Linked DNA regions of Sus scrofa: region 1 is linked to region 2. Evidence: chromatin contacts called from public HiChIP or PLAC-seq data. All regions are on one chromosome and are shown on one strand. Each heading gives the region's core, a stretch centred on a gene start, on an enhancer-like site or on the middle of the called end of the contact. The rest is flanking DNA. Distances are from core to core; before and after follow the strand shown. Region 1 overlaps DNAH7 (dynein heavy chain 7, axonemal). Region 2 has its middle 31 kb from the start of SLC39A10.

Evidence for each region. HiChIP or PLAC-seq counts read pairs in DNA pulled down with a chosen protein or histone mark.
Region 1: a contact with region 2 is called in an H3K27ac HiChIP or PLAC-seq map of alveolar macrophages. The contact joins two enhancer-like sites. A contact is called at or near these places in 1 of 47 Hi-C or Micro-C datasets (epiblast stem cells) and 1 of 2 datasets of contacts at active chromatin or transcription factors (alveolar macrophages).

Annotation. Positions count from the first base shown.
Region 1 is chr15:99,921,805-99,925,370 of Sscrofa11.1, forward strand. DNAH7 (dynein heavy chain 7, axonemal) reads right to left here. Exons shown (of 67, transcript XM_021075816.1): 15 at 2,166-2,244. Among named protein-coding and RNA genes, the nearest start is that of DNAH7, 64 kb to the right of the region's middle. Within about 2 kb of position 1,752, at least 1 of the 83 cell types and tissues checked has an H3K27ac peak or open chromatin away from gene starts, as enhancers often do. A contact at or near this core is called in alveolar macrophages, where this site is marked.
Region 2 is chr15:99,551,749-99,555,746 of Sscrofa11.1, forward strand. No RefSeq gene overlaps it. Among named protein-coding and RNA genes, the nearest start is that of SLC39A10, 31 kb to the right of the region's middle. Within about 2 kb of position 1,598, at least 23 of the 83 cell types and tissues checked have an H3K27ac peak or open chromatin away from gene starts, as enhancers often do. A contact at or near this core is called in alveolar macrophages, where this site is marked.

The sequences.
Region 1 (3,566 bases), core at 502-3,001, 370 kb after region 2:
AAAAGTCTCTCTACCCTTAAAAAAAAAAAATAAATAAAAATAAAAATGCTTTTACCTTCTTTTAAATCACTAAATCTATCATTCTCTGGCCTTCCCTTTTCATCTCCCTATCTAGTGCCATATATATATATTCCCACATACATGTATACATACATATAAAAAACCCAATCCAAGTACAAATACTTCAGAGGAAACAGAACTCTTTAGAGGTTGATATGTAAGTTGGTTCTAATGATTTGAAATTTTTAAATGAATAATTGAATGTACATAATCATTAGAACTTCTTTTGTAATTTCCTACCTATACAACATTTTGAATAATTTTACATGTTTTTCTGTTGTTTTGTTTTTGTCTTTTTGACTTTTCTTGGGCCGCTTCCGCGGCATATGGAGGTTCCCAGACTAGGGGTCCAATCGGAGCTGTAGCCACTGGCCTGCTCCAGAGCCACAGCAATGCAGGATCTGAGCCTCGTCTGCAACCTACACCACAGCTCACGGCAACGCAGGATCCTTAACCCACTGAGCAAGGCCAGGGATCGAACCCGCAACCTCATGGTTCCTAGGCAGATTTGTTAACCACTGAGCCATGGACGGGAACTACTTTTCTGGGTTTTAAAAAATGTTTTGTTTAAATATGTTAAAATCTAGGGGGTTCCCATCATGGCGCAGCAGAAACTAATTCGACTGGGATCCATGAGGATGCAGGTTTGATCCCTGGCCTTGCTCATTAGGTTGAGGATCTGACATTGCCATGAGCTGTGATGTAGGTTGCAGACATGACTTGATATGGCATTGATATGGCTGTGGTGTAGGCCAGCCACTACAGCTCCAATTTGACTCCTAGACTGGGAACTTCCATATGCCATGGGTGCAGCCCTAAAAAAGCAAAAATAAATAAATAAATAAATAAATAAATAAATAAATAAATAAATAAATAAAATTCTAGAAATAAAAGGGTTCTATTTTGGATCTTGAGATTGCTAAAAAAGGGAAGAAGATCCTGTAAAAGTTTAATGTTCTAAGAATGGAAAAGGAAGAAAATGAAACGATGATTAACTAAGTGTTTTATATTATTTTATTCACCATCAGGTAGATATCAAGCACAGAAGTAGCAAGAAAAATGATGTGAGACTTATGTAATATTTTCAGTACTGTCTTATGCTCAAAACATTTTTCAGCAAGACTACCACAGAAATTTTTAATGTTGACCAAAGAAAGCCTACAGAAAACAAAATAAAATATTACTTGAGAATTAAATATTTACTGACTGAAAAAATGAAGGATGACCATGTATCTCAGGTTGCTCAAGACAGTCTTGGCTCATGCTTATCAGAATAGTGATTTTTTTTTTTTTTTTTGTCTTTTTAGGGCTGCACCCACGGCACATGGAGGTTCCCAGGCTAGGGGTCAAATCGGAGTTATAGCCGTTGACTTATGCCACAGCCACAGCAATGTGGGATCAGAGCCACATCTGTGACCTACACCACAGCTCACGGCAATGCCGGATCTTTAACCCACTGAATGAGGCCAGGGATCAAACCTGTGTCCTCATGGATGTTAGTCAGATTCATTTCTGCTGGGCCACAACAGGAACTCCAGCATAGTGATTCTCAATAGTGCTCTCAAAAATACCCTTGTAGACGACTGCATTATTAGCTCCAATACTTCACCTTTCCCACTATCTATCCTTGTAGCATCCTCTCACTGACGCTATGGCCACATGACATGCTTTGGGCAACAGGCTATTAGCTAATGTGACAAAAGCAGAAACTTGCAAGGCATTTATGCAATTGGGCTTGCTTTTGTTCCTCTACCATACCAGGAAAACATACCCAGATCGAGCCTGCTGGAGTTTGGGAGACAAGTGGGACAGAGTCAAGCTGCTAAAGATAATAACACTAATCAATCCAACTGCGAACTGGCTGACCCAACTCTGACTGAGAGAACCCAACTGACCTGAAGAAGCATCAAGGAGTGCCCAGCCTGAATCACCAAACTTCAGACATGAGCGTGTGTGGGGGTGAGTGCGTGTGACTGATTATTTAAGGCCTTTCTTTTAACTTTTAGAATGATTTGTTGTTGTATTATCACGTCAATAATGATCAAATCTGGGAAAAAAACACTTTACATATAAATACATGACTATAGAGAGTTTATAAATAATACCTTCATTTCCATTAGTTCTGCTGTATTTGGAGGAGTGCTAAGAGCTTTTTCAGCTATCTTCTCAAATTCCTCACATAATCTGAAACATAGACAAAACTCATATAATTAAATTTTATTCCTAAAGGTACTCCTGTATACTATTTAAATGTCCCATTCCATGAAAAATACAGTATTACCTATATGACATCTAGTTAATTAAAAGCAAATTTGTGCTCAGTTACTTGTTCATTCAATACACATTTAATGATCATCCATTACATTCCCAACTACAGTATTAAGTGACAGAGATACAGGAATGTATGAGATGCAATAACTGCTTGTCAACCAGTTTCCAATCTAGTATAGAAGACAAGATCATGAAGAATCACTTCTAACCTATAGTTTCAAGGTCTCTACTAGAGATTTAGTTGAGATGGACACAGTTAAAATGGGCCTGTGTGCCCAGAAACTTCTAGTAATATGCAAATATTCCCTATTGATTTGGGTTGTGGGTAATACAAATAGTGAACTTACTATGAGGTTTTTTGTTGTTTTAAGAGTAGTGGGAGCTAAGGAAGTTCAGATAACATGAGTAGAAATTTCTTTAAGATTAATTGGCTGTGAGGTGAAGGAGATGGGAGTGGATGCTGATGACGTGGAGGGCCGGAGGATGGAGAGATTTAAAATGAGATAACGAGGGTCCAGAGGGATGGCTGGTGAAGAGGTTGAGCTCATAGGTGGAGAGAAGAGCTGTGAATGGCTGACAGACTCTTGCCCTCTGACAATGTGGGGAGGCAGGGAGGAAGGGCTTCATGGAGAGGTGAGTTGTGACATGTAGGGGCAAGGCGTTGAGGGCACTTGGATCTAATGGTTCCTGTAATAGTCCTGATGTGATCTCTGCTCATCCAGTGAGCCCGGTGAGAGGCATAATCAAGAGAAAAGAGGGAAAGCAAAACTGGCATGAGCTCAGAAGACAGTTAAGAGGCAGGGAAATAGCAATGAAATTAAAATAAGAATTTCACTCAGCATGAAACACTCTAAGTAAAAGACATTTTTACTCTTCCAGTGCTTTTAGAGGGAATGGTGTTTTAAGCTGAATATACAGTTCTGGTTCTTAGATAAGCTACCCAAGTCCTAGCCCTTTTTCCCTCTTCATCCTCCCACCCCTTGCTTCCCATCCCTCACAGTATCTGTGAAAGCAACACAAACCACGCCTACTTCTTGGACTACATCATGCCATTTTCATACCACACTCTTGGCTACATATTATTTCCTCTGCCTGGAGTTCTTTTTTCCTTCAAAATGAATTCACTCACCACTTCCCCTCACAGCCTTCCTTGATTTTCCCCTCTCCTCTAACCTTCACTCTGAAAGGAATTAATTATTTCCTTCTCTACTGTTCTACCCCTGTGGTTCAGTACA
Region 2 (3,998 bases), core at 348-2,847:
GAATAATGAAGAAAACATCACTGTCTGCAAGACTGCTTGTCACCTCTGAATATACTCTGTCAACATGCTGCCACTTCATCTTGTTTAGACTCATCGACTGCTTTGTAGAAGGACACCAATGTCCACATCTATCTCCTTGAGACAGGCAGAAAAATGAATTCTTTTTCCTGTCTCAAAAAGAGCTGACAAGCTTTTAGTAGTGTTTATCTTCACTGAAGGGTGATAACCTTGAAAATGAAAGTTAAAAGAGACTGATACAATTAAGTACATAGTCTTCTCCAATCTATATTACTGTTAGTTTTCTTCTATAGTTTAATATGTCAAAGTTTTCTATTGTCCATATTGATTTTTTAAATTTAAAGTTAATTTTATTTACAGAATGCAAGTGCATCATGCTTGACCCTTTTGTAAAACTGTAATCCCTCTTAAGCCTAAAATGAGTTAAAAATTAGTTCCTTTAATATTTTCCATCCTTTCAACTACTTTTCCCATATAATCTGTGTCATATTTTATTTTCCTTTGCATTTGTTCACCTCATGTTATGTCATATGCAGTCTTGGGGTTTTTTAAAAATAATTTTCCGTGATTATAAGGCAAAATCTTAGCATTCTAATTGTTTACATTGGATTGACTCAGGGACAGTAACAGATGGATTTTAACAATTTCATTAATAATTTGTTGCTATAGACTGAATGTTTGTGTCCACACCCCCAAAAAATATACATGTTGAAATTCTAACCCCCAATGTGATGGTATGAGGAGGTGGGGCCTTTTGGAGGTGATTCACTCATGGGGTCTAGCCCTCATAAATGGGATTAGTGACCTAGACTGTGCCCACTACTAGGGTTCATCCAGACATGGATATATCTGGCAAGATGGTAGCTTGGTCCTCCAGAGACCTTTCTGCATGAGGGACTCTGAGTCCCTTAGGAAAAGGCTCAGCCCTAACAGAACAGGAAAGCTTTGGCCTTCAGCAAAAGCAATGTTTCTGAGTCCAGTATCATGTTGATTGCTCTGCTTTGTCTTAGGGCTGACCCCCAAGGTGTTGTGTCTGAGGCATGGCTGGGGTGGGGGAGGGGGTTGAAGAGCGCATGTGCAAAAACAAAGTGTAACACAAAATGGAAGAACACCGTTTTTCCCCATTATGCAGCAAAGCAAGGTGCAGCTGTGGCATCTGTGGGCTCCTGATTCAGCTCTGATGGAGCTGGTGGTTCCTGGTGAATGACTAGCAGCAGATTCCTGAGAGGGGTGGCAGCCAGCCTGCATACACTGGTGCCAAGCACACAAGAATTCCTCACAGACACACTGAAAGGTTATTCTAGGGGAACTGAAGTTTTGCAAAAGCAGGGCAAGCATTCTCTGCAGCAGCTCTGCTACTCTCCCCTCTGCTGCTGCCACCTACCAACTTCACATGCCTGTCTCCACAAGTGAGCCTGGCCAGTCTAGGGTCTGTTGTAGGCGGGGCTCCATCATCAAGTCGTGGAGGCTACTAGTCAGAAGGGGCCTTGGAGGCCAGATTCACACTGCCCTCTCCCATCTCTTTGTAGCTAGCTGGCACTGGTGGGGCTCTGAGCACCCGCTGAGTCGATGAGTCAGCATCCACCCACAGCTGGGTGTTGGTGCTTGTTCTCAGTAGGAGCTGAGTGCAGGCTAGATATCCTTGTGGGCTTAATCTAGCCTGCAGGCTGTATTTTGCCACCCCTGCTCCAGCCCTAAATTACTTCATGGTGACACAAGAATGTCTAAAAGTTACACTATCTGGTTCTTGCTCAGAATTTGATGTTACACCCTAAGTGTGTTATCCCAATAAAATACATGCCATCTCATGTTCTTTTTCATACTATTTCTAAAGAGCCAATGAAGGTCTTTCTTTGGCATGAATTTTTTTTTTAATCTTTCCCTCTCCCACCTCCACAAAATAATTATTGTCTAGTAGATATATCACGCAGTGACTTTGAGTAACCTAAATTATAACTTGCCCAAAAATAGCACAATCTAAAAAGTAAAGATTTTGAGACTTCATAGCAAGGTTTTAAGATGCTATCACACAGGGCTGGACAGAGTAACATCTCAACAAATAAATTTTTAGTTGGGTTTTAAATGGAATGAAATATCTGCTTGTTAGTTTGTTATCTGTGAGCAGGGCAGTGTGGTATACTCAAAGAGGAGCTTAGAAGACTCTTCTTTGAAGTCACCATTCAAATCCTAACTCCCTTACATGGTGTATAACCTTGGGGAAAAAAAATCATAAAGCAGAGATAATATACTGTATTCTCTGGGATGTGGTAATGATACAAATAAGTCTATAAATCATCTACTATGTTTGGTTCAATGGGAGTTAACTTTTTTTTTTTTTTTTTTTTTAGTCTTAAAAAATAGCTTTTTGGCCATATCCAATGAGGATCAAAAGGTCAGCCTCTGTCAATTCTCAGCTCTTAGCTAAGAGCATATAATGACTGCTATCAGGGACCTCTGTAAGAGGTTTCTGCTGTTTGAAAACTGAATGTCGGCTGTAGTGTAAAAATGGAAGTTCTTGATGGTGCCTGAGCCTTGGATGCTATAGAAACTTGCAGAAATATCACAGTTCCATTTTACTGACAACAAAAACTGTAAGCAGTCCCTTGATTAAATATGGCACATACCACTTAACCTGAAATACTGGGAGGTGGGAAGCAGGGAGATTACCCCATATTCCAAGGTCAAGTTTGGCCCACCTCCATCTATCTTTAACAACTCATTATGGAGACAGCACTGGACTGACTTAGGAGTCTAAAACCATGAGGTCTGGCACTGGTTCCACCGCTTCCTAGCTGTGTGCCTGAGATAAGCTACTTAAGTTCACTGAACCTCATTTTCTCATCTTTCTACCCTAATTTATTGACAGTTATCATCCTCCTCTCTGTCCTGGCTCCACCTATATTGCTTGGGCTTAATGAATGTCTCCTCAGCCCTGTGTCGGGTATTGACTTGTATCATCTCCTGTAATCTTTATACCAACGTAGTGAGGTAACTGTGAGTCCCATTTTACAGATGAGAACACTGAACCTCTGTGAGGTTAATCAGTTTACGCATCCAGTGAGTGGCAGAGCAGGAATCCAACTTCAAAAACCACTTGGTTGGAGTTCCCGTCATGGCGCAGTGGTTAATGAATCCGACTAGGAACCATGAGGTTGTGGGTTCAATCCCAGCCCTTGCTCAGTGGGTTAAGGATCTGGTGTTGCCATGAGCTGTGGTGTAGGTTGCAGACGCGGCTCGGATCCCGCGTTGCTCTGGCTCTGGCATAGGCTGGCAGCTACAGCTCCGATTCGACCCCTAGCCTGGGAACCTCCATATGCCGCAGGAGCGGCCCAAGAAATGGCAAAAAAAAAAAAAAAAAAAAACTTGGTGAGCCATCATTCTAAGCTGCCTCTCAGAAACTATGGTGATCTTTGGGTGTCTGGCAGTTATTCAGTACAAATATATTTAGGAAAGTTTCCTGCTTCAGGGAGTTTATATCCGAAAGTATAGTTCAGGAGTTCCCTGGTGGCTAAGTGGGTTAAGAATCCAGTGTTGTCACTGCAGTGGCTCAGGTCACAGCTGTGATGCAAGTTCAATCCCTTCTATATGCTGTGGGTATGGCAAAAAAAAGTATAGTTCAGAGAGAGGCAGTGTCATATTGCCATTTGCACCTACTCGCTGTGGGTATGGCAAAAAAAAAGTATAGTTCAGAGAGATGCAGTGTCATATTGCCATTTGCACCTACTCCACAAGAGTTAACTGAACCTTGGGTTTGCAGCCAGTGGGGTAATTTCCTGACAGGATGTGAGGTCAAAGAGACAAACCAACAACCCAAGTCACCCACACTCAGGTGGTGCTGGAGATAGTCAATCTGTTTCCCCAACAGGTGCAACTACTTCTCTGGTTTGTAGATACCTCCCCATCTATTTCCATTAAAGTGACATTAAAAGAAAGAGACATTTATTTCCTTTAGTAAAAAGGAAAATTACATTTTGCCTGGT